Regions from separate parts of the Mus musculus genome. Here all the other regions are linked to region 4. A link is a contact called in public HiCAR-type and promoter capture Hi-C data. All regions are on one chromosome and are shown on one strand. Each heading gives the region's core, a stretch centred on a gene start, on an enhancer-like site or on the middle of the called end of the contact. The rest is flanking DNA. Distances are from core to core; before and after follow the strand shown. Region 1 holds the start of Ddrgk1 (DDRGK domain containing 1). Region 2 holds the start of Usp8 (ubiquitin specific peptidase 8). Region 3 holds the start of Ptpra (protein tyrosine phosphatase, receptor type, A). Region 4 holds the start of Mertk (MER proto-oncogene tyrosine kinase). Region 5 holds the start of Slc4a11 (solute carrier family 4, sodium bicarbonate transporter-like, member 11). Region 6 holds the start of 4930473A02Rik (RIKEN cDNA 4930473A02 gene). Region 7 holds the start of Sppl2a (signal peptide peptidase like 2A).

Evidence for each region. Promoter capture Hi-C pulls out the DNA fragments that hold promoters and counts their contacts. HiCAR-type assays count read pairs that join an accessible place to other places. Capture Hi-C pulls out chosen DNA fragments and counts their contacts.
Region 1: a contact with region 4 is called in a promoter capture Hi-C map of adipose tissue, with 3 times the contacts expected there. The contact joins the promoter of Ddrgk1 here to the promoter of Mertk in region 4. A contact is called at or near these places in 1 of 39 promoter capture datasets (liver) and 1 of 9 other capture datasets (adipose tissue).
Region 2: a contact with region 4 is called in a HiCAR-type map of astrocytes, with 4 times the contacts expected there. The contact joins the promoter of Usp8 here to the promoter of Mertk in region 4. A contact is called at or near these places in 3 of 39 promoter capture datasets (liver and pre-B cells) and 1 of 115 datasets of contacts at active chromatin or transcription factors (astrocytes).
Region 3: a promoter capture Hi-C map of liver shows a contact between it and region 4, with 7 times the contacts expected there. The contact joins the promoter of Ptpra here to the promoter of Mertk in region 4. A contact is called at or near these places in 2 of 39 promoter capture datasets (both in liver).
Region 5: a contact with region 4 is called in a promoter capture Hi-C map of liver, with 10 times the contacts expected there. The contact joins the promoter of Slc4a11 here to the promoter of Mertk in region 4. A contact is called at or near these places in 2 of 39 promoter capture datasets (both in liver).
Region 6: a promoter capture Hi-C map of liver shows a contact between it and region 4, with 4 times the contacts expected there. The contact joins the promoter of 4930473A02Rik here to the promoter of Mertk in region 4. A contact is called at or near these places in 2 of 39 promoter capture datasets (both in liver).
Region 7: a contact with region 4 is called in a promoter capture Hi-C map of liver, with 4 times the contacts expected there. The contact joins the promoter of Sppl2a here to the promoter of Mertk in region 4. A contact is called at or near these places in 2 of 39 promoter capture datasets (both in liver).

The regions. Positions count from the first base shown.
Region 1 is chr2:130,663,292-130,666,435 of GRCm38.p6, reverse strand. It overlaps Ddrgk1 (DDRGK domain containing 1), which reads left to right and starts at 1,791. Exons shown (of 9, transcript NM_029832.2): 1 at 1,791-1,961; 2 at 2,882-3,088. The coding sequence starts at 1,871. It also overlaps a transcript of Itpa not described here.
Region 2 is chr2:126,705,881-126,709,090 of GRCm38.p6, reverse strand. Usp8 (ubiquitin specific peptidase 8) reads right to left here and starts at 1,763. Exons shown (of 19, transcript NM_019729.3): 1 at 1,604-1,763.
Region 3 is chr2:130,448,863-130,452,337 of GRCm38.p6, reverse strand. Ptpra (protein tyrosine phosphatase, receptor type, A) reads right to left here and starts at 2,060. Exons shown (of 21, transcript NM_001163688.1): 1 at 1,780-2,060. It overlaps Gm52562 (predicted gene, 52562), which reads left to right and starts at 768. Exons shown (of 3, transcript NR_165481.1): 1 at 768-803; 2 at 894-1,045; 3 at 1,555-3,475.
Region 4 is chr2:128,697,229-128,700,652 of GRCm38.p6, reverse strand. It overlaps Mertk (MER proto-oncogene tyrosine kinase), which reads right to left and starts at 1,738. Exons shown (of 19, transcript NM_008587.2): 1 at 1,550-1,738. The coding sequence starts at 1,607. Gm39931 (a long non-coding RNA gene) reads left to right here and starts at 2,151. Exons shown (of 5, transcript XR_001783466.2): 1 at 2,151-2,239; 2 at 2,737-2,838.
Region 5 is chr2:130,696,076-130,699,267 of GRCm38.p6, reverse strand. It overlaps Slc4a11 (solute carrier family 4, sodium bicarbonate transporter-like, member 11), which reads left to right and starts at 1,749. Exons shown (of 21, transcript NM_001081162.1): 1 at 1,749-1,909; 2 at 2,513-2,620; 3 at 3,165-3,192. The coding sequence starts at 3,182.
Region 6 is chr2:130,562,391-130,565,799 of GRCm38.p6, reverse strand. It overlaps 4930473A02Rik (RIKEN cDNA 4930473A02 gene), which reads left to right and starts at 2,051. Exons shown (of 9, transcript NR_040348.1): 1 at 2,051-2,146. Mrps26 (mitochondrial ribosomal protein S26) reads right to left here and starts at 2,043. Exons shown (of 4, transcript NM_207207.1): 1 at 1,810-2,043; 2 at 1,573-1,719; 3 at 1,369-1,492; 4 at 406-862. The coding sequence starts at 2,021. The coding sequence ends at 743.
Region 7 is chr2:126,931,853-126,935,512 of GRCm38.p6, reverse strand. It overlaps Sppl2a (signal peptide peptidase like 2A), which reads left to right and starts at 2,278. Exons shown (of 15, transcript NM_023220.2): 1 at 2,278-2,566. The coding sequence starts at 2,501.

The DNA of each region.
Region 1 (3,144 bases), core at 542-3,041, 2.0 Mb before region 4:
GTTCTCCTCAAATCTTTGCTCGTGACCTTAATATTGCGTGTTACACAATTCAGAAGCTTTGCTGTATACAGTGTCTTTGGAGACAGATCATAGTGTCCTCTTCACTGCCCCTCGATGGTGTTATTTTTTGAGGACCTGTGGTTCATTAGAGTTGGCTGGGAAAGGCTGGGCTGAGTAACATGGCCCTTCCTGCATGTCACTTGTCTCTCTCTTTCATGAAGTTAAAGGGAATCCTCAGAAAAGTGGAGAAGTAGAGGTTTTTAAAGCAAAGGTTAGAGAGAGAGAGAGAGAGAGAGAGAGAGAAGCTGAGGCATTTAACATCCAAGAAGTCACAAACACACACAAATATATATATATATATATATATATATATATATATATGTATATATATATATATAGAGAGAGAGAGAGAGAGAGAGAACAGGTACTAGATTTTATATATATATATAATCACATATAAGCATATATATTACATATATAGGCCAGGTAATTAATATACATATATATATATATATATATATCACATATAAAATAACATTTGTTAAGAAGCCAGCCAGGTGTGGTGGCACACGCCTTTAATCCCAGCACTTGGGAGGCAGAGGCAGGTGGATTTCTGAGTTCGAGGTCAGCCTGGTCTACAGAGTGAGTTCCAGGACAGCCAGGGCTACACAGAGAAACCCTGTCTCGGAAAAAAAATAATAATAATTCAGGAGCCAGGCAGGTCTGTGGTGCCACATGCCTTTAATTATAACCAAGGAAGAGGCAAGCAGATCCCTCTAAGTTTGTGGCCAGCCTTGTGTACATATTGAGTTCTAGGCCAGGCAGGGCCATATAATGAGAGCTCAAAGAACTAAAACAAAACAACCCATCCTCAAAAGATGGAGGAGCGTCTGGACATCAGGGTGCACACCTGTACTCCCATATAATCCAGGCACTTATGAGGCAGAAGCAAAGGATCAGTTTAAAGTCACCATCTACTATACACCAAGTCCAAGGCCAGCCTAGGCTACCAGATACCCTGTCTCAGAACAAAACCAAACAACTAAAGGTGGGGGGCAGCTGCGATAAAATTCCAGCAAAGCCTCAACCTTCAGCCGAACATGGATCTAAATCTCCAAATATACGGAAAGAACGTAGGTGCTAGAGATAAAGCTTACCGTAACAGCGCTTGCCTGACGCCTGGAAGGCCTTAGGTTTATCAACATTGAGAAACAAATTACAAAACATTCCACATTTACAGAAAGTAATACAATGGATGCCTAACTTGCAGTATTAATAAGATATTCGTACACACGTTGCATTTTTCAGTGCTCCAAATTAAACTAAGGGCCTTGGCCATGAGTGCTCTACTACTAATCTACAACCCCAGCTTAGTCCCCTACTTACTCGCCCCACTATTTTCTTCCTTTTTCTTTCTTTTTTTCTTAAACACTTATTTGACGTGTATGAGTGTTTCGCAGGTATGCATATCTGTGTATAACCTGCGTGCCTGACACTCGAGAGGGTCTGAAGAGGGTTTTGGGTCCCCTGGAATTGAAGTAATAGAAGGTTGTAAGCCACTATGTGGGTGCTGCGAACTGAACCCTGGCCCACTGGAAGAGCAGTCAGCGTCATTAAATGCAGACGACCTCCATGTTGCCATATAGCCAGAGACGACCTTGAAATGTTGGTCTCCGAGTCTCCACTTCCCGAGCACTGGGATGGCAAGCAAATGTGGCATCAGGGACTCTTCAGTTAACTGAGGCCCAGGTCAAGCCCAGGGTGGGGGCGGAGCTCAGCGAGCGGCTGGGCAGGGCGGACGGTAGTGGGCGGGGCCTGGCGATCCGGATCCCGCAGGCGCGCTGGCTGCGCTGCCCGGCTGTCTGTCGTCATGGTGGGGCCCTGGGTGTATCTGGTGGCGGCAGTTTTGCTCATCGGCCTGATCCTCTTCCTGACTCGCAGCCGGGGTCGGGCGGCAGCAGGTAGGAGGTGCCGCCGTCCCAGGGCTGGAGGAATCCGTTTTTCAGAGTTCCTGGGCTTTGGTAGGCCCTCGACTCGTGCGCATGCACTGACGAGCTTTCCTGTGCTTACGAGGAGCTTGTGCGCTGGCCCGAGCTTTGCGCACGCGCCTTAGGACACACTCGGAATTAGCGCGGAGCCCAGAGCTGGGGATGCAACCTAGGAACCAAGCCTGCCTTTCTACTCTGCACCAATAGGAGAGGCTGCCGGTTTTCTAATCCTGCCCAGTGTGTTCCGCTTACTAGGAGTAGGAGGGCTAAGCAGCCTTAGGAAACTGAATGCATCTCCCGCCAAAGAGGGCACCCATGCTGCTTTGCCTCGCCTCCACCAGGGTTAGAAGTGGCCTGGCACTGACAACCTGACAGTCCCCCTTACTAACATTTCACGTAAGTGTAGGAGTTTCTATATATCTCTCTGATGCCTGACCCCATAAGCCACCTCAGAGCACCTCTGTGTCCCACGGGCAGAAGAGACAGAAGCTGAGGTAAAGCTGATTGCCAACAAGTCTTCCAGGGAGGGACGATTCAGCCTCGACTGTGACATGTAGTCTCTGGTTGGCGTACCCTATAAAATCATAACATAGCAAGAAGTAAATGTAATCTTGCAGCGGGCATGGAGCGAGATCTGTAAACCTCAGGGTGAGAGTATCCTCACAGGTCGCCTGTTCAAGATGAAGATATCAAAGGAGGTAGGAAATGAGAAGTGAGCATCAGGCCAAAGTGTGCGTACAAAAAAGGCCTTGACAAACCTAAGTTGGGACTTGGTGCTGTGGGCAGCAATAGTCTGAGGTGGTTCAGCAGGGGGATGAGACTCCCAAGATCCTGTGCTTCACTCTCTTGAAGATGGGCTGCTTGACAGTGTTATGATTCCTCCCTCCCAAAAGCTGACGGAGAACCACTGCACAATGAGGAAGAGAGGGCAGGAGCAGGCCAGGTAGGCCGCTCTTTGCCCCAGGAGTCTGAAGAACAGAGAACTGGAAGCAGACCCCGGCGTCGGAGGGACTTGGGCAGCCGTCTACAGGCCCAGCGTCGAGCCCAGCGAGTGGCCTGGGAAGACGGGGATGAGAATGTGGGTCAAACTGTTATTCCAGGTAAGAGGGCCCAGCCTGGGGGAGGGCTGGATTAAAGGCGTTCGGAAGTCTCCCAA
Region 2 (3,210 bases), core at 514-3,013, 2.0 Mb after region 4:
TTACAAAGCCATCTGGATTCGGTTCCATTCTTATCAACAAAAGATCAGGATGATTAATAAGGCTCAAGTAAATAAATCAACAAGTTAAAGAATAAAAAGAAAACCTTAAATATTTTTGTTAGTTTATCTTATCCATTGTTATCTCAAAAACTACAAGTCACAAGCTATTCATTATTCATTCCTCACAGGCTTACATTACTACTGCAAGATCCGTGCAATGCCCAATATCTGGGCAAAAGAGCAGGAATATACATTTTAGGATCAACAGTGATACAGTGGCATAATTAAGTTATATACTAATTCATATTCTTAAATAAGCATACATACAGCCAACAGCACCTTAATTAGGCCAGTGCTCTATAGATGAGAAACTACCTAAATCCAACATGATTGACTTTCACCAGGGAGTCTTAAACAGAAAGAGTGAAATACTAAAAAAAAAGCAGATATCTTTAAAACAGAAACAAAAACCAAAAACTACCACCACCAACAATACACCGAGCCTGGCAGTGGTGGGCAGCACTCGGGAGGCAAAGGCAGGCAGAACTTTGAGATCAAGGGCAATCGTGGTTTAGAGTGAGTTCCATAATAGCTATGGCTGCACAGACAAACTGTCTCGAGAAAAAAAAGAAAGAAAGTAAGAAAAAAAGAAAGAGAATAAAGCCACCAAAACCAAAAAATAACACATGGAATTTTTAATGAAGTAGGATAATATACACAACTAAGAATACTCTAAGATTTAAAAAGAATACCCTTGCCAGGAGTGGTGCTTGATGCAGTTTTATCCATCTCTGGAGCCAAGGGAGGAAGGTTTCAGTGAGTTTGAGACAAGTCCTGTTTACATAGTAAGACCTTGTGGGTGGTGGCGGGGAACAACCAAGAATTACACCCTTTAGCTAGGCATCGTTTTGATCCGAAACCCTAGAGCTTTTTAATAAATATGAAACTCCTTAGATTCTGCAACACCTCTGTGAGTCACGTAAATATTTCTTGAATGACTGACTCAAGGTCATAGGCAGAAAGCAAGAACAAAACATAGGAACAGGGTCTGCAGCTTTGTGGGTAAAGGAATATCATTGTGATTTGGGGTTGACAACTCTCTCGGTACATCAGATGTGAAGGGAACTTGTCAGTGCCACAAGTCTACAAACGAAGAAACATTTTTAAGAAAAGAAAATGCCCTCTTTGAAGAAGTTTTAAGTGTGGTGAGTTTACTTAACTCAATTTTTGTACTTCACTGAAAACATGCGTGACCCGGGTAAAGGGGAATAGGGAAAACATGACAAATGGTCGTATTAAGGCCTGGGGTTGTAGGTAGCACAAAATGAGAAAAAAGGAAGCAAAAGGAAGGAGTCCAAAGTTGGGTCTAGTGTCCAACAGAAAGGAGAACTGGTCAAGGCCACCCTCTGAGACCGGCAAACTACATCAAACTCGCTGGGCACCGTAGGAGGGGGACGGGAGCGACCAAGAGTCGGGCCCTCCCTGGACCAGCCAGTTGTCTGGGGTTGTCCCACCCCTCCGCGGACAGGGCTCGTCTCCCGGATGACCAGCAGCTGGAGGACGCCTTCCCCAGGAACCGGGGCCGGAGCCAGGCCGCACTCACCGCAGCGCCCGCGCTCCGCTAACACCGGCCTCCTCGCCTGACGCCCATCGCCCACCACCAGAAGGAGAACGAGCCTTCGCTCTCAGACGCACGGCAGCGCAGCTCATCCCCTCTTCCCGATTCGCATTGCGTGGCGACGGGTCGCGTCTCGAAACGTCACGGCGAGGGCGGAGCTTCCAGTGAACCCTGTAACTCCGCCTTTCTGTCCCGTAGGGAGGGACATCAGGGCGGCCCTCTCCGGAAGGGTGAGCGCCGAACCGGCCTGAGCATGCGTCGGAAGGACAGTTTGAGCTGGTGCGGGACGGAAGCGCGCGTGCTGCGCTTCCGGTGTCCTCGCGCGTCTCTTTTCCGGGTGGAAGTCAGTTCAGATTGTGTCACATTGTGACTTGGAGCTGTCCACGGAGGAATCGAGGATATTTTGGCGCCTCTCAATAGTGCATTTTTCCCGTCAGATCGGACATTAGGGGGAAAATACGGGGAGAGGATTGATACCTTCTAAAACTTGGGAATAAACATTCTCCAAAGCCAAGCCTCTGGTTAAAGAACAGACGTGTTTGGAAAACACATTGCACAAACACCGTCAACATTTCCAAAAGGACCAGTCTTACAAAGCTGGGGTTTGAACTCTTTGGAGAGTTGTCTTGTGGAGAAAAGATGGGCTACTCGTGGACATAAAAATTGCTTAAGAGTGGAGTTGTTTTCCCTGGTCACTAAATCCGTTGGGACAGTCCAACTTTTTAATGCATGTCAAATCTAAAAGCACAGCTCTACTAAGTATATAAAATGAAAATACTTAGCAGATAGGCTGCCATTAAACGTTAAAGAGTAGTAAGCATCCAGTCTACCAACCTTTAAAATAAACCTTAGTTTCGTTTCCATTACAATTAGCTACATGCAAAGGTATTCTTGTGCTGGGCGGTGGTGGCACACGCCTTTAGTCCCAGCACTTGGGAGGCAGAGACAGACGGATTTCTGAGTTCGAGGCCAGCCTGGTCTACAGAGTGAGTTCCAGGACAGCCAGGGCTACACAGAGAAACCCTGTCTCGAAAAACCAAACCAACCAAACAAACAAAATCTTGCATTTCTCCTTTAAAAAATCAACACTAAATTATATACTATTTGTTCTCCCTAGACAAGTAAAGACTGGTGTGATTTGATACCGTGCAATGCTGGGAACTACTGGATAAAAGCCTCAAATGTTTTTTTTTTCCCCCTCATAATTAAGGAAGAAATTGTTTTTTTGAGGATGGATTATTTTAGGAAAATGTTTTTTCTCTGCTCAGCTTTGTGGAATTGAGTAAGGAAAGAAAAACTTAGAGCTGAATGTGAGAATAAGTATAAAACACATGGAGAACATTTTGGGGTGCTCTGACAATTGGAAGGAGGTAGGACTGAAAGGAAGAGAGACATCATTGGAGTGTATCAGTGAAAATTTTCTCTGAGCCCAACAAGATGCGTGAAGTCCTTACCAGGTAAACTTGGCAATCTGAGTTTGATTCCTGGAAAACACACACACACACACACACTCACGCACACACATGAGTTGTATACACACATGTGAGTTGTCCACACACACACACACACACACTCATGCACACTCACTCACA
Region 3 (3,475 bases), core at 811-3,310, 1.8 Mb before region 4:
AATGAGCCCTTATAATTACTGAAAAGATTAAACAAGATAATTCATGTAAGGCATTTATTATATAGCCTGTCACAGGCACACAGAAAACAGCAATTATTATTACTCTAGTAGCACCTATGATGTAACTGTTTATATCCACCTGTCTCCCATTGGTCTGTAATCTTCTCAAAGATAAGAATATGACTTTCTCACTTTCATTTTGCATCTCAAGTACTGTGGCTGGCAAATAGGTGGTATATGAATGCACTAAACCAAGGGGTTTGCTTTTCTGGTTCTGTATTCACCCAGATAATGATCAGTGGTTAAAAGGTACCTAGTCAAAAGTCTCCTGGATCTGACCATGGGGCCACTGGGGCAGAGAGAGGAGAAAGGTAACTGAGGAGTTGTTGGCTTTTCAGGGATAGTCAGGCAGATGCTGAGAAGCAGGTAAGATTTTGGGAAGCCTGCCAGTTTCTCCCAGGTGTGACAGCCGTGTAGACATAGAGAATCAGAGTCTGCAAGTCCCGGTATGGGCAACCCACACTCCAAGCAGGCTGCCAGGAAACACTAGGAAACATTTCTCTTGGGAGGTGGTTGAGGGGCTTCAAGATAACTAGGACGAATTCTATCAGGGAAGTCTTAAACAGGACCCAGAAGAAGCCGGTCCGCAAGAAGCTTCTCAAACAAGGAAGGCCCGGAACCAGGCAAGGAAGGGTGAGAAGGGGGACCCTGAAAGCAAAACCCTCCCACATATGAGGGGGTGGCCGAGCCGCTCCGAATGGCTAAACACAGCGTGGAAGAGAAAGGAGAATGAGAGGACTGAGGTAACCATCAAAGATTAAGTTCAGGAAGGACTGCCAAGAGCCTTGTAGGGAACGGTAAGGCATCTGGGTTTTCCTCCATCTCATTCACAGAGGAAGGAAAGTGAAGGAGTTTTTAAGCACACAAATGACAGCGTCTGATCTACGTTTTCGAAAGGAGTATCCAGACAGAAAGATGTTCATCCTGTCCCAGTCTTTCCTCATCCACCATCTTTTGGTTCTCTGGCTGCTTCAAGAGTTAGCAGGTAACAAGTGGTGCCATAGCCGGGGACATGAGGCTGGTTTTCAACAGAAATTCCCTATCCTAGCCAAGGGCTTCGGCCGACATCACACTCTGTCCAAGAGGGTTTGGAACATTTTTTTGCTTGTCCTACAAATATCATCACTATCAACAACAAAACCCTCTAATAGACAGGATCATCTCTGCCTCTGTAGTTGTTATTTTTAGGAAATATTAGGGGCTCAACCCCCCCCCCCCGTGGCAATTTTTAAGAATTACTGAAAGTAAACACAGGAGATGTGCGTTCCCAAGTGGCTGCTTTTGAATTCTGGGTAGCTTAAGTCCATATTTTCCTTCTTAAGCATACACAACAGTTGGGAATGGGCGGCAGAGAGGGGCCTGGGAGTAGGACCAGGAAGGGGTCTTAAGGGGAAGGTGGGAGGTGGGATGGTCACTGCGTGTGCCACCTATCTCCTCCCATTAAATGGACCTGAGCAAATCCCATTTTCGCTGCTCAAAGTTTTTTTCTTTCAGAATGAACTACGGCAGCGCCCTGGCCCGGGCCGGAGGAGGACGTCCGCAAAGTTCCAGCCTGTCTGTGTCCCGCACGTTTCCGGGACCCCCTCCCCCTGTCCACGGTGCCAGGATGCACAAGCCAGAGGCGCTCCTCCAGGATAGGATCCAGGGACCGCTCCCACGCGCGGCCGAGCCACCCCACCTCCCCGAGCCCTCCCGACGGCGGCAGGCGCGAACGCTTACCGAGCCCGGCGCTGGGCGGGACCGCGGGGGACGCGCACGGCAGCTCCGCCTCAGGACCGCGGCGGCGTCTCGGCCCGCCGCTCCCCTCAGGGCCGCCGCCCGGTCCGCTGCTCGAAGCCCCGCGGCGGCGGCGGCGGCCTCGCCTCCATGGCGAGGAGAAGCGGCAGAGAGAGGACTGGGCTGGAGGCTGCGATGGCGGCGTGGTCCAGGGGTCTGTGCAAGATGCCCCCGCGAGTCCCTGTCAGCGCCTCACTCGCCGCAGCCTCTCTCCCGTCGCGGCCTGGGCTGTAAGGCGCTTCGTCATTGGCCGTTGAGAGGCGGGCGCTGGTTCGCTGACGCCGGGCGGGCGTCTCCGCCTCCGTGAGCCCCACCCCTGCGCGCCCCGCTGCGCCGCGGAGTTCCCCGGGCGCACTGGGGGTCTCCGGGTAACAGGACAGGACGCTCCCTATCCTCCCCTGGCACACGTCTCCCACCTAGTCACGGTCCTAGGCCCCCGGGCATGGGCTTTTTTCCTTGTTTACAGATGAGGAAACTGACACCAGGCACAAGCCACACCAACTGGTGAACTCAGGCACTCGAAAGCCATCTCCATCCTTCTCCAAATGTGATCCTCTCTCTAACACACCCCGCGCCTCTGCCTCTGCCTCTGCCTCTCTCGCGCTCTCGCTCTCTCTCTCTCTCTCTCTCTCTCTCTCTCTCTCTGTCACACACACACACACACACACACACACACGAGAGAGAGAGAGAGAGAGAGAGAGAGTTAGTTGTAAGGCACTTAAAGGATGTAATTGCGAGAAGAATTTGCCTAGTACCTAGGACCGGTCTAGCTCTGAGTATGTCATCTTAAATAAACCAGCCCACATCATCCCCACCCGAACCCTAGGGAAATCTCTCTTGCTTTCCAGATGTGCAAGCTGGGCCTGATTCTCTAGAGCTGGATGGAAGCACAGCACACGGTGCTCCGCAGCGAGCGGGGAGATACTTCTTGATACATGCATAGTGGTCAGGAGAAGATTGAAAGCGCTGAGAGAGACCAGGGAAGCGAACAGCGTTCTTTGTGCATCTAGCTTCTAGGAACCATAAGTCGATTTTTTCGGAAGGTAGCAGTCCTCAGTTTAGAGCACTTTGGATGCTGCTAGACCTAGGGCGCCAAGTTAGAACTCTATGCAAACACCCTTCCTTTATTTGTTGAATAAGTAAGTGTGCGCAGACCAGAGCCAGGACCTGCAAATGTGCGTTGAAGCGGGCCTTCTTTAAACTTCCTCCCTCTGGGTAGTAAAAACCTCTCCTTGAGTTAAGATTTGTGACTCTTGATCTCCCTCCTCAGGGCCATCTCAGTGACAGTCTACAAGACCTCTATCCTGTCTCCTAAATGTCAGACTCCTGCCAATGAGGTCCGCTCCTCCTACAAGTTCCAGAAGCCCATTTCCTAGAAAGTACAAAGTCTATCAGGGATGCAAATACACAGCAAATTGAAAAGTGACCAAATGAAAAGTTGGGTCTTTCACTAGAACACAATACTTTACAAAACAAGACCAACACAGAACAAAACAAATCTGAAAAATACTGGTTCTTGGCTAAGAAAGCAGCCTCTTGGCTTTAGAGCAAACCCTACCAGCAAACTTTTTTTCTTTTCTTTCTTTTTCTTTCTTTCGGTTTTTTGTTTGTTTGTTTGTTTGTTTGTTTTGTTTTGGGG
Region 4 (3,424 bases), core at 489-2,988:
CTATGTCTGTCAGCTACAGAACTTCATCACACGTTTTCAAAACTTAGAAAATAAAGCATAGCAGGGCAGTGGTGGCACTCGCTCACCTTTAATCCCAGCACTTGGGAGGCAGAAGCAGGCGGATTTCTGAGTTCAAGGCCAGGCTGGTCTACAGAGTGAGTTCCAGGACAGCCAGGGCTACACGGAGAAGCCCTGTCTCGAAAACAAACAAACAAACAAACAAACAAAAACAAAAAGAAAATAAAGCATAGATTTAAAAATATCAAACAAAAGCTTTGGTTCCTATCACTCTTCCCATGCTTATGACAGTCACAGCCTCCAAAATGACGCGTGGCCTGCTAGGGCTAGTAGCAAAAGTATACCCGACTTTCAGCGGATTATTAAGAACAGTCCTGGCAGAAAGGCTGAGGAACTTTTGAGGGTTTAGTAATGGAGAATAGAGTGGTCTCAGTTCTTAGCTCGTTTTTTGGCTGTTGATGTTTGTTGCAAATTGTCACGTTGCCTCAAACTACAAATTGCTTATGTAATTTAATGTGCAAGGAAAGAATTGTTTAAAAAAGAAAAAGAAAAGAAAAGGAAAGAAAAGAAAAAAAAGCTCATTTGAGCAAATGAACTTTGAGAGGAAAAATGAGGTTTGTAGCTAAACCATAAACCAAACTTTCCTTAAAAGACAAACTTTAGTCTACCAGATTCAAGATCAAAGAGACAAAATTACACTCCGAATAGAAACAGATCTTTTAGGGCAGGAGCAATACCTGAAGGAACAATACCTGAAATGTGCTTGCTTATAGTAGTCTTCCAACCCCTCCTGCGTCTATTTCTTTTTGGAAAAACCTTGTTTTGTTTTCCCCCCAGCAGCTTCTTTACAAAGTGCCTCAGTGTCATCTGTTGGAGGAACCTGCCATACTTGTTTGCGCTAATCAATCCAGCATGTCAAATTGAACCGCTTGTGAGAGCACTTGTGGTCTGAGCACTTGTTTGTGCTACCCAAACAAAAAAGATTCCGCTCCACAGTAATAATAGTGAAAGGACCGTATCGTCCCCCTCGGCTTTTTGCAGGCTTCTTACACTCACAGACAGGCTGTCCCTACAAAGGAGGGCTAACACAATGTTCAGCAGAGCCCAGGGGAGAAGCCAGAACTAGTCTTTCCCTGGCGGGACACCTAGCCTCCAAGCAACGCCACGCGCTAACGGTGACATCCAACTTTTGCAGCTACTTATTGGTTCACGGCGTGGAATTACCTTGGAATCCTCGGTCTATGATTCGCAGAAACCCCGCCAAAGCTCGGCAAGGCTAGACAGTGTTGAGGGTAAAGTTCTTGGTGCATGCCACGCCAGACCTGAGTTGCATTTCTTAAAGGCTCAAACTTCGCTGCTCCCAGAGCGCCCAACCGGGCTTGAGGTCTTTCTCTGTGGTAATGGGAAGCTCTCGGTTCCCATCGGTTCTACTAAGACGTGCACCCCAAGACCCGGCTAGGGAGCCCCCATAACCCTCTACGGCTCGCTGGAATGAGTAGCAGCTCCCGGAGACCCTGCAACCTGCACTCACCTCCACTCCAGAGCGCGGGTAGCAGCAGCAGCCCCAGTAGCAGTGGGGCCAGAACCATCGCGGGGCCGCGGATCTGGCAGTTCTCTCCGGACAGATGCACGTATCCACCAACGTCCCAAACTCGCCAGTCGCCGAGGGCGCGTGCGAAGCGCCTCAGTCCCGGCCGCCCGGGCAGCAGGCGCCAGAGTGGCAGTGCGGAGTTGGGGATCGCAGGAGTCCTAAGTTAGAAGAGGCGGGCCCAGGGCTCAGGCCCGGGAGGGGCCAGCAGGTTGGAGTGGACAGGGGCGGGAAGGGGGAAGGGCAAAGAGAGCAAAGAAGGATGGAACTGGAGGAGGGGGCGGGAAGGGGAGGATCCAAGGACAAGCCCTAGGGAGGGTGGAGGGGCGGGGCAGAATGGAACTTGGGTCAACTCCAGCAGGTTAACCCCTGGCTTGAGTGTGTAGGAAATCTGGAAGGGAGGTGCTGGAGGAGATGGAACAGAGCTAAGGAGGGCCACCATCTTGAGCTAAAAGGACCGAGAGACGGAGAGGAAGGGGAGGGGGCTAAGAAAGAAAATAATCGGGAGGATGATCTCTGGCTACTTGGTTACATCAGAGGAATCTCACTCTGTATGGGTAGGTAGAAGGGATTGGAAAGGGTAGAGGCCGAATTTAGTGGAGAGCGACGGATGCAACTCCAAGACCTTTAAAGGTTAGTGGGTCCAGCTGCTTTGGAGGGGCAGCGATTCTGCAGTTCAGGCTCTACTGGCATAAGAGGTCCTAGCAGCTGCATTCCAGAGGCTGTGGCCGCCGTGGCAGCACACCCTGCTTGCCAGGTCCTCCCCCTGGCTACTGAAACGGAGTGCAAGAGCGGACCCTGGCGTCAAGATCTTGCAACCTCCACCCCAGAGGTTAGCTCGGGGAGAACTAAGCCGAATCCTGTAAGGAAAGAGTTTGAAACAGGGATGGAAGAAAGTGCTGTTACAGGAAAGGGTGGGAGGCCCAAACCACGGCATCAGATTGTGAATCTCAAAGAAACGGAAGGCGTATGAGGCTTTCTTAAAGGAAATAGAATGATTTGTTTTTCTTTGGAGATAAGATCACATTAGAGCCCAGAGTAAACCACCCTGATAAATTTAAAGTATTTATTACTGAAACTGAGGACAGACCCATACGCACTGTGATACAATAAGCTCCTTGCATCTCTAGCCCTGCAGGAGGACATCAAACCAGAAGCGCTGGATTAAACAGACCCTTGATTGGTGCTTGATGTGAAAGAGCCCAGTTTACTGTGGATGGTGCCATTCCCGGGTAGGTCATTCAGGGATGCATAAGAAAGCAAGCTGAGCAAGCCAGTAAGCAGTTCCTCTATGGTTTGTGCTTAAGTTCTGGCCTCCAGGTTCCTGCCTCGAATTCCTGTTCTGACTTTCCTTCATGATGCATTTCAACTGTAAGCTGAAATAAATTCCCAAGTAGCTTTTGGTCATCACAACAATAGAAATCTACGTAGGACAGACAGGGTCTTGCTATGCTACCTAGGCTGGACTTGAATTCCTGGTTGTGCAAATATTCCAGCCTTCTTAGTAGCTAGAACTGCACGTGTGTGCCACTAGGACTTGCTTAAATCTCACTTTTTTTTTTTCTTTTAAAGGCAAGGTCTAACTATTTAGCCCTAGCTGGAATGGAATTCACTATGTAAACCAGACTGGCCTCAAACTCACAGAGATCTATCTGCTCTGACTTCCATGTGCTAGATAGAATTAAAGGTGTGTGCTACCATGTTCAACACAAATGTGACTTTTTTTCTTTCTGGTTAATTACTTTAGTTTTATGTGTATGGGTGTTTTGACTGCATTCATGTGTATGCTGGGGTACCCATGGAGGTCTGAAGAGGGTG
Region 5 (3,192 bases), core at 500-2,999, 2.0 Mb before region 4:
TTTTGAGAAAAGGTCTCACAAAGTAGCTCTGGCTGGCCTAGAACTTGCTCTGTAGATCTGGCTGGCCTCAAACTTGGAGAGATCTGCCTGCTTCTGCCCCCAGAGTGCTGGGATTAAAAGCATGTGCTGCCACATCTGCCTTGTTTTATTTCATTTTTTTAATGAGATACTAAACGGTTGCTTCTCACCCCAGATTCTAAAAGAAAGACATGGCAAGGGGTAGGCAGAGCTTAAAGGTACATGGAAAGTCATTAGACACTACCTGGAAGGGGAGGGGAGGTATGTGCATAGGTGGGGTCCCTAGCCTGCCTGCTCATGTCATCACCCAATGTAGCAAAGGCAGGAGAAGGGCTTCAGTGTCGGTTTGCCCTTTCAGCCTCTGGCCTGCACAGCACAGGGCGGGTGGGAAAACGAAGGAAACCATTCCTTAAACACTGCCAAAAGGGCTGAAGGGGGAAAGGTCACACTTCGGTCCTCTGAGACAGTGGTGCAGGAGTCTACAGACTGGGGTGGGGGTGGGAGTGGGTACTCCTGGCTCCTTTCTCCTCCTAATAAGGAGAGGTTGGGGAAATTGTTCCTTAAGTCTCCAGAGATTTTCTGGAACTGGAAGGGTTTGGACCAACCAAGTATTGGGGTGCTGCTAGGAAGCTATGCAAAAGACATAACATGAGAGACTGGGGTGGAAGAGGGATCCCGACCCTGAGTCAGCCATTCTGCCAGGCTCTTCAGCTTTCCTGAACCCCCACCCTGCAACACCACCAGCCTGGATAGAGCTAGGAGTCTTTTTTTTGGGGGGAAGGGGAGTGTTCGAGACAGGGTTTCTCTGTGTAGCCCTGGCTGTCCTGGAACTCACTTTGTAGACCAGGCTGGCCTCAAACTCAAAAAATCCATCTGCCTCTGCCTCCCAAGTGTTGGGATTAAAGGCGTGCGCCACAACTGCCGGGTTTAGGGCTAGGATTCTAAGGAGAAGATACTGAGAGGAGTTCCTAAGAGCTAAGTGAACAACATGGCATGTAGCCTCCTCCCAGGGCCTGCTTACCCCAACAAAGGCAGCGTGCGGCTATCCCTGAGTCATCACGGTTCTTAGAGATGGGAGGGATCCTGGAATAACGAGCGCGCGCGTCTGTGTGTGTGTGTGTGTGTGTGTGTGTGTGTGTGTGTGTAGGGGAGACTTCAGGACCCTCCGTACCTTCAATCCGAATGCCAACTTGGCTCACCATGCCTATTTATATGCAAATTCCCGCAACACTCCAAATGCCTTTCCAACTCACCCACCCCCTAACACGCTTGAGCAACAGTGAAAGGAACTGTGTGGAAGCTATCACGGAGTGGGAAGGAGTGGCTGGAGAATAGTACTTTACTTAAGTGTGTGCCCCAGGGACAATAGGAAGCTCAAGGTCTGTAGAATCACTGGGAAGCCACCGAAGGTTGGGTTGGGGTTAAGGAAAGAGGTGCTCAACGCACTTATCAGAACTCACCGCAAGCCGCTCTCCAGAGACCCGGCCACTTCCTAACCTGGGAGAGGGATGCGGAACCGAGAGCGGGCGCCAGCGGGTGAACACGCGGGAGCGTGGGCGGCTTAGGGCGCTAGCCCACGGGCAAGTGCAGAAAGCGGCGTAGGCGGGGGTTGGGGACCGCCCTGGCGGTCGGGGGCGTGGCGAGGGCAAAGGGGCGCGGCAAGGGAGGGTTGGGGGCGATTCGGCAGCCCGAGGGTGTGGCAGTCAGTGGCGTACAGCTAAGGTGGGGGCGGAGTTCCTCCAAGCTTTTAAAACAGGCGCGCCCCTTCCCTCCGGGCTCCAGTGAGTGTCCCTGCACTGCTCTGAAACTTCGTAGTCCCTCCCAGGCCGGCACCCCACGACTCTCAGGCCTGCGCACGCGAGCCGCCGAGGATCCAGAACAGACCTCGCGGGTGAGGGCGCGACTTTGGCTGGAAGCAGCCTCACGCCGCACGGTTAGGAGCGCGGCGCGGCTCGCAGGAGTGTCGCCGGCTCCAGCTGCGAGCCGGCCCAGAACCACGGAGTCCTGATTGAGAAGCCCGGGCCATGGCCACGCCAGGCGTGTATGCCAGCGCCGGCCTCTCAGGCCTGGGTGGGCGAGAGGCTGTGCCGGCTTTGCGCCTCCGGAGGGGTTCGACCAAAAGAGTTCCGAATGTCAGTGCGCGCGCGCGGGGCAAGGGGCGGCCTGGGACACCGTGGGCATCCTGTCCGTGTTTGTTCTGCGTTCGCGGTCTTGACACACACACCCTCAGCAACTGAAGGAAAGATGTAACGTAGCCGGCGGAGGGGAGGGTTGGGAGCTCCGAAATGGGCAGGGTGGCGCTTTGGTGTCCTCAGCACCGGATTGCGTTCCGCCGCCTAGAGTTACGATTCATCAGAGCTGGGTGTATCCGGCCACTCACCTGCACGTGGGTGTGGTCTGTTCCCCTTAGCTACCGCCCCAAGTGCCTCCAAATCCTGCCCATCTACTCACTCTCAGTGGCTGCAAACATGGACTACATCTTTTTCTCGTACAGGCCCATCCTCCCGTGCGTCCTTCTTTGCACAAACATCTCGGATAGTACCTCCAATCTCTGTGTACTGCACACCCACTCTACCCCTTCTTTCCGGCATCGCAGGACACGGTACAACCCTGGGATAGAGGCAGTTGCTGGGTCGGTCCCCTGGGTGACCCCTAGGCCATTGAAGAGATGGGAAGAACTGCGTCTGAGATGGGCATGTGTGGCCCTTGGCAACCAGGGCAGATCTGAGGAGAGGCTCACCCCCACCTCAAAGTGCTGGGCGAGGCTGGGCTGGATCCAGGGAGGAGGCGATTTCCAGTTGTCTTCCTCCAGAACTGGATGGGGCTCAGTCAGAGACGCTTGGATTAATGAGCCGAGTACTGATGATAATTTAGTGATGACATGACCTGAGGAAGTACTCTTCACTTCCCTGGCACGCATAGGAAGTCCATACTAGGCAGACTAAGGGATTTAATACCTTACAGTAAGGATGGTCATCCCAGACACTGCAGGCTCCCCTACATAGTACTTTGACCCCCACCTCTCTCATGCAAGTGGGCTTGCATGTGTTCCTAGGAAGGATGAGGAATCATCAGGCATGGGGTGAACTAAGGCTGTCCAGGGCTGGTCCACAGGATTGGTGACTATTCTTTGGCTTCTTTTGTAGAAAACTGTCCTTGGGCCATGTCACAGAA
Region 6 (3,409 bases), core at 802-3,301, 1.9 Mb before region 4:
AAGGCTGCCCTCTGGCTACCACTTACACACACAGAAGGGCAGCAACTGACTGGAAGAAGCAGGTTTAGCTTGGGAGTCTACCACCTGCTGAGTAGTTCAAAATATGATAGATCAGGACAGGGCCTGGTTACAGAAGTCACTGCTGGAGAGCCATCAGGAGAAACAGGGCACCCTTTTTGCTTCCTGGATCTTGGACACACCAGACCCTAGCCAGAAAATCCCAGGATTGAGCAAAGCAGGTACCTAACTCATAGCTCAGTTAGGTGAAACTTGCTTCTGGCTAGAAACCTAAAGACTCAAATAATTAGGGACAAACGCCTTTGATTTTACAAGCAAGTTAGCATCTGGTGTAACTACTTTCCTCTTTCATTAGCACTGTAACTATAGCCAGTAAATGGGCAAGACTGGGCTCCAATACTTTATTTATAAAAGCAGGAAACATTTGGCTCACACGACTCCAAGAGACTTACAAGACAAGCTTGGCTTCTAGAGGGGACACAGTCCAGTCCGATCCTCTGTGCGATAGGAACTTCCCAGAGTTTAATGCTGCCCTGAGTTTGTCTGTGGTGCCAGAACAGGGACATCTGGGAGTTCCCAGTCAGGTGGTGAGTGCCGAGCCTGGAGTGACTGAGGTTGCTCTGGAAACGGCTGAGCCATCCTCCTGGGATGTACCAATTCCTATCCCAGTACACAGACCCTAGGCAAGCACTGTGCTTATTTGGGCCCCCAGAAGTCTCTGTGCTCAGTTCCTGACCACCTGCCCTTCTTTGGTGACGGCCCAGTTGTAACTCTTCGGAGAGTCCAACGCTTCTTCTATCCGTGCCTCCAGGTTCTCCCGAGTGATGAAGTTTTTTGCCTCCTCCTACAGGAAGAGAAAGGTTGGCTTTGTGGGATCTCTCCCAGAGCTGGCTGCCTGCACTGTCTCTAGTCCACGGGTGTCAAAAGAACCCAGGGTCTCTTTGAGTGTCCCACCAATCGTCCAGCACAACTGTACTAGGTGACCTCGACCATCATATTGCTCTTCCTTGGACAATCACCCATCAGATCTCTCGGCCACAACCCAAGAACAAATCGTGACAACCTGATTAGAGGTGGGTGGACTCTCTCAAGTGCATGAATCCCTCTTACGTGTTAAAAAGCGCTCCATTCTCACTTACGGTTTCCCTGACTTCAAGTTTCACAAGGCAATACTAGCCTGTAACCTTTTACTGACCATTGCCTGCGAGGCATACCCTCTGCGCTGATGGAGAAGCCTCCTGAAGACTCTGGTCACTTGACGCCCAGTGCTGTCATCCCCCCCCCCCCCCCCCAGCCTCCCTTGCTGGGGTCTCCAATGTCCACATTCCCCATGACCTCCTGCATGCCCACCTGCAGCTTGAGCACTTCTTGCTCTTTCAGTTGCACCCAAGCCTGCTCCTCCTGAGCCCTCTGGGCCTGGGCCTCAGCCTTCTGCACCTCCTGGGCCTGTGCTTCCAGCTGCAACCTCGCTATCCTGCGAGGGGCAAGACGCCGAGGGTGAGCGGGGCCACAGATGAGCCTAGCCCAGCCCACCCAGTCCCGGGCCTCTCGCACCGTAGCTCCTGCATTCGCCGGTTCTCGTCCCGGTTCCAGGCCATCAGCTCCCGGTGCTCCGTGATGGCCTGCTGCGCCTTGCGCTCGGCCAGAACCCCGGCTCGGGCCTCGTGCAATTTCCTTCGCACCTCCAACGTGAACTCTAGCCTGGGGAGGACGGGCTTCGAGTCAGCACCCACCCTCGGCCCCGGCCCTTCCCGAAGGGCGTCTGCCCTCCACACGCACAAGCACACGCACCTGAGAGCGCGCACGGTCTCCCGGTACTGTCGGTAGCGCTCGGTCAACACGAAGAATTCCGCAGGGTCCACGGCGGGAGGCGTCTGCACCCGTCCGACCTTGGATTTGGCAGGCGGGTCATGGCGGGTCTTGCGGCCGCGCACGGGCAGGAGCAGCGGGGTCGGGGGCCGAGTCTCCGGCCGCGCCGCCAGGCGGTTCAGAGCGCGCAACATGACAGCCAGCGCCTGCGCCTGCGCCCGGCCCGGAAGTGGCCGCGGAGCACCACGGGAGCCTCCTGTCCTCGTCCCTGTTGGGCGGAGCTCTTGCTGTCTGGTCCAATGCACGTCCGGACTCTCGGGTAGAGTGGGAGGGGTCGAGGGGCACCTTGGAGACCCACAGCTTGCTGGGCTGCGTCGCCCGCTAAAGACAGCTACACCGCAGGACGCTCTGCCCACTTGTTCACAAGTTTGGACACCGTCCCAAGTGTGTGGCTCTGGGGCTCTCTGGCCCGCCGATGGCCTGTCTACCCTCCCAGACCTGATGCAAGAAATTTGGAGTTCCTGGCTACTTTAAACTTTAGATTTGCAAACCATTTCCTTGCACTGCACTGCCCTGCTGTGGTCTTGGGGGAGCTCTGCAGTTGCCAGAGTTCTCAGTATCAGTGACAACTTGTTCTCAACTGGGCGACCTGTGAGGTGACCCTTGTCCTCTTCCACCTGACCCGGGGTCTTCCCACCTCGAGACTACTCTTATTTATGAAGTACAATTTCCTCTCCAACTGAAGAGAAACAGCAGTGCAGCAGGGCAGAGAGCATCTGTCTCAGAAGTAGCTCGTTCCCCTCTGCCTCTCCAGCAAGGAGAGTTGTTGGAAATCAGAAGCTGACCCGAGTACTGGGGAACTGAACTTTCACCCCACTCATTAGTATTGTCTAGACCAGATTCTGCAGAGAACACCAGGCCATGGTCCTGCACTTCCAGGACACTTGGGAGTGTCTGAGGAGCCAGGACTGGGTGCAATAACAGACATTTTCTCAGAAGAGAACAGAGGCTGCTTAAACCCTGCTCTCAACTTCCAGGCTTGGTGGAGGCCCAGTCTGCACTTTCTTTCTCTCAGTCAGGCTTTGGAGATGAGATGCCAGAGTGTACTCTGGAGTCCTGGGGGCAAGCTGGTGACAGGTTTTCCTCCAGGGTTCCGGCCATAAGACCATTGCTGGGCCCTGGAGGATCCAGGATGGATGGTCTGTGGAAACCAGGGCATTACTGCTGCCCTACCCTGGAGTACCACAGGGTTGCTCCGAATGTCAGGGAACCTGACACTCCCACCCTGTTTTTGTTTTTGTTTTGTTTTTTGGCAGGGTCTCACTAGATAGCTCTGTCTAGCCTGGAACTTACAGTGTAGATCAGGCTCACAGAGATCCACCTGCCACTGCCTCCTAAATTCTGGCATTAAAGGCATATGCCACCATACCTGTCCTAACCCTTTCTTCTTCAGGGTCACCCTAGACAACCGGCAACTCATCTCAGATAACTTAAGTGTCTAGGCCAAGAGAATATTCTAGGGTATGGGCCATTTCCCTAGAGGCTCCCTAACCTTGCTGGCTCTGAAGTCCTCTCGCTAGTC
Region 7 (3,660 bases), core at 1,029-3,528, 1.8 Mb after region 4:
TAACTAGACAAGAAAAGCCCGTGTGTGAAACTGGTTGCGCTACTTTACATCGCCACCAGAATTCTGGCTCCTCCACATTGTAACCGATGTTTGGCAACATAATTTTCATTCCATCCATTCTTGTAGGTCCATGGAATTTGTGCACTCCTTTTCCAGTTTTTGGTCTTTTTGTTGAATAATAAGAGTTCTTTATATATCTGTATATATATATATATATATGAACATATAAATACATATATGTTTATATATGTGTGTGTGTGTGTTTGTTTATATATAGATGCTTTATGATTGTCTTCTCCCAGTCTACAGTGGTCTTTATTCCTTTAAGAATATCTTCCAGGGGATGGAGAGATGGCTCAGTGGTTAAGAGCACTGGCTGCTCTTCAGGAGATGGACCTGGGGTCAATACCCAGCATCCACATGGCTGCTTATAATCAATAATTACCTAGAACTCCAGTTCTGGGATCTGGTGTCCTCTTTTGATCTCTGTAGACACCTGCACACACATAGTAGACATAAGCTCATGTAGGTGTCTATGAAAGTACACACACAAATAAATATTTAAAAAACATATCTTCCAAAGAACAGAGGTTTTTATTTTGGTGAAGTGAATTTGATTTTATTGTTGTATAGTTTTTCCTTTTTTCGTGTCCTATTTTAGGAATTCTCATCCAACAAGAAGCTCTTAAGAGTATAAATGTTCCCCTGAGACAACTTAGAAGGTCAGGAGTAAGATTTATTTGAGCTAAACTGAGGTAGCAGTATGAGGTCTCTGGAATGCTCATTCTCTGATTCTCGGATTCAATAGGTTTGGATGGTGATGCTGAAACTGCAGTCAGGAGCCGTGGTCCAGGCCAGCACTCTGAAACACTAAATAATGAAAGGTTTTTAAGCTTGGCTGTATATTAAATCTGGAAATGTTTTTAAAATCCAGATATATTGCTCTCATCAGATGAGCAAGTATCTAGGATCCCAGTGGAAAGGGGAGATTAGCTTAAACATCAGTGTCCTAGAAGGATTCTAAAAGTGGCTGAGAGTAAATGCAACAATGCTTGACAGGCAGTTTCTGTCTAGGGGGTTCTTACAGCTGGTAGGGTTACAAATAGATTGAAACTGGACCAGAGGGGGAAGCCAGGGGACAGACAACTACAGAAAAAACCCACGCAGAACTGTGGGAGAGCTTCCTTCAGGAATTCCCCCAGGAAGATGCCAATGAGGAAGTCTCAAGTTCCAAGCTGTGCAACTATTTCACCCTCTGCCTCTTCTCACTCTCCCCCTCTCCTAACTTCAGCCAAGGTCCAGTTCTGTAGTTCTGTAGTTCTGTAGTTGCCTCCCTTGGCTTTCAGACTAATGCTTCCTTCCTCTTTGCCTAGCTGAAATTAACTTGCACAGAAGGTAATAGTCAGTTATACTCAGCTAGGGCTGGTGTTTTTTTTTTTTTTTTTTTTTTTTTTTTCTCTTCCTGGTGCCCTATTTTTACCTCCCTTGGATCCTTGTGGAGTTCCTTGTGAAAGGTTGCTTTGTAACAGTGTTTGCTCACACATCTGTAGTCCTTGCTGTGTCCCTCCTTTAGGATAACAGGAACACTGTCCTATTCAGTGTTTGGTATTAAATAGTCATCCAACAAATATTTGACAACCTAGTATACACTGGATATTCTGTGTGTAAGGACACAGCAGTCAACAGAGCAAAGAGGGATCCTTCCATTAACTGGATAGCAGCATGGGAGATACATAGATGAGTATAAGAAAATGGGGGGAGGGACCCCCAAAACCTCAGGCATGGTGACTTATGCCTATGATACAGGAAGATCTCTGAGTTCTAGGCCATCATCTTCAAAGTGAGTTCAGTACTAGTCGAGGATGTTTCCAAAGAAAGCAAGAACAACAACAGCAATAAATAAATAAATAAATAAATAACAAAAAGAAAAAAAAAGCTATGAAGGTTACAAATAAATCATAGCATGAAAGTGAATTAAGGGGTACTTAAGATGAAGTGTACTAGGAAACCCTCTTTAGGGAGGAAGTGTTAAGTAAGTGATAAGGGAACACCAAGAGTGTATTCCCCAGAGACTGCCCGCCTGGAGGGTCTGTGGATCTTAACGGGTGGGAAAGTAGAGAAACCAAGGACAGAGAAAACAGGGTGAGGTGACGTAAACTTAGCAGCAGAGGAAGAGTTTTGATTTGTGCTGCCAAGTGTGGAGAGGAGCCTCGTCTGGGTTCCGTATTTACGAAGATCGCCCCGAGGCTACGTGGCAGAGGCCAGAAAGGAAACTGAAACCCGAAGCTCCAGTGGCTTGGAATGGGCGGCGGCCGCAGTTAGGGGGAACCGAACGAGAACCCAGGATTTACGCAGCTAAAACGGCTCTGCCAGGAGCTGACAGTACCCACAGAGTCCCGGCCTAGCGTTTCGCGGGAGGGACCGGAAGAGGAAGTCGGGGCTGCACCCTAGAGGTCCGGGTGCCGCCAGCGCAGCCTGAGCCTAGCTGCCCGCCCGTGGGATGGGGCTGCTGCACTCGCTGCACGCTCCCGCGGCTGCCCTGCTCTGGAGCTGCCTGCTCGGACTGGTGAGAGCCGCACTCCCCTCCCCTCCCCTCCGCTTTTCCCTCCCCTTCCTCCCGCTTCCTCCCCCTCCCCCTCCATCCCTTCCTTTCCCTCTAACCTCCTCCGGATTTCCCTCATCCCTCCTCCTTCCCTACCTCCCCCTTCCTCTCCTTCTACCCTGGCTTCCCATTCTCCCACTGCCCGGGCCCGGTTAACTGCCTTCGTCCTTGAGTCCCAGCATTCCTCACCCGCCCCCAGCCCCCGAAATCCAGCGAAATGCCCAACCCCTGGGAGAAACCCGCGGGCGGGGGTAGGAGTGGGTGGGGAGCTTCCTCCTCCTTGGTCCTGGAGCCCTCTCTATAATTTTTCACTGTGCTGGCATCTTTTCTTCTTAATTCAAAGAATTCACTTCTGTGCTTCTCTGTGTAGCCCAATCTTACTGCTGCCTTTTGCCTAGAAAAAGGCGGATGGAGGGGCCGGTGTGAACAGGGTTCCAGGTGTTAGCGTTCTGGCCTGCTCTTTTGTTGACTGCGCTCACATACATTTCTCTCTATAGCCATATGAATATCTATATACTTTCCTTTCACTCCCAGATAGTGCCTTCTATGTAAGGTACATGTGATTATACTATGGGATTTGTATTATGCTTTTGTTTTCATATAGGTATACTTTAAAATACCTTTAAAGGGGAAATGAGAGGTTTGAATAGTTTGACGTCTAAAAGGGTCAAAGTCTGGTTGAGAAAAAAATAACAAATATGCGCTCACATACCCATATTTGCTGAAATAATGTTTTAAAATTCGGGATCAAAGTAATTTGAGCTCCAATGTGTGACCAAGAAGCTAACTCTCAGTGTTTTAGATTTTGTTTCTGTTCACTTTCTTTTCTGACATTTGATGTTGGGAAATTTGTATCGGTATTGTTTGCACACTGTTGTGTAAACTGTGTATGTAGTTATTACTTAAAAACCATCACTTCTCTGAAAGACTGCTTTGTCACTCTGGGCTTGAAAAGGTCATGGAGAAGGTTTAAGCCCCAAACAGTTTTTTTTTTTTTTTTTTTTTTAAGGTAGCCTTTGGCGTTCTAGGAACTTTGCTGGACAGCATTCGGAGAGAAC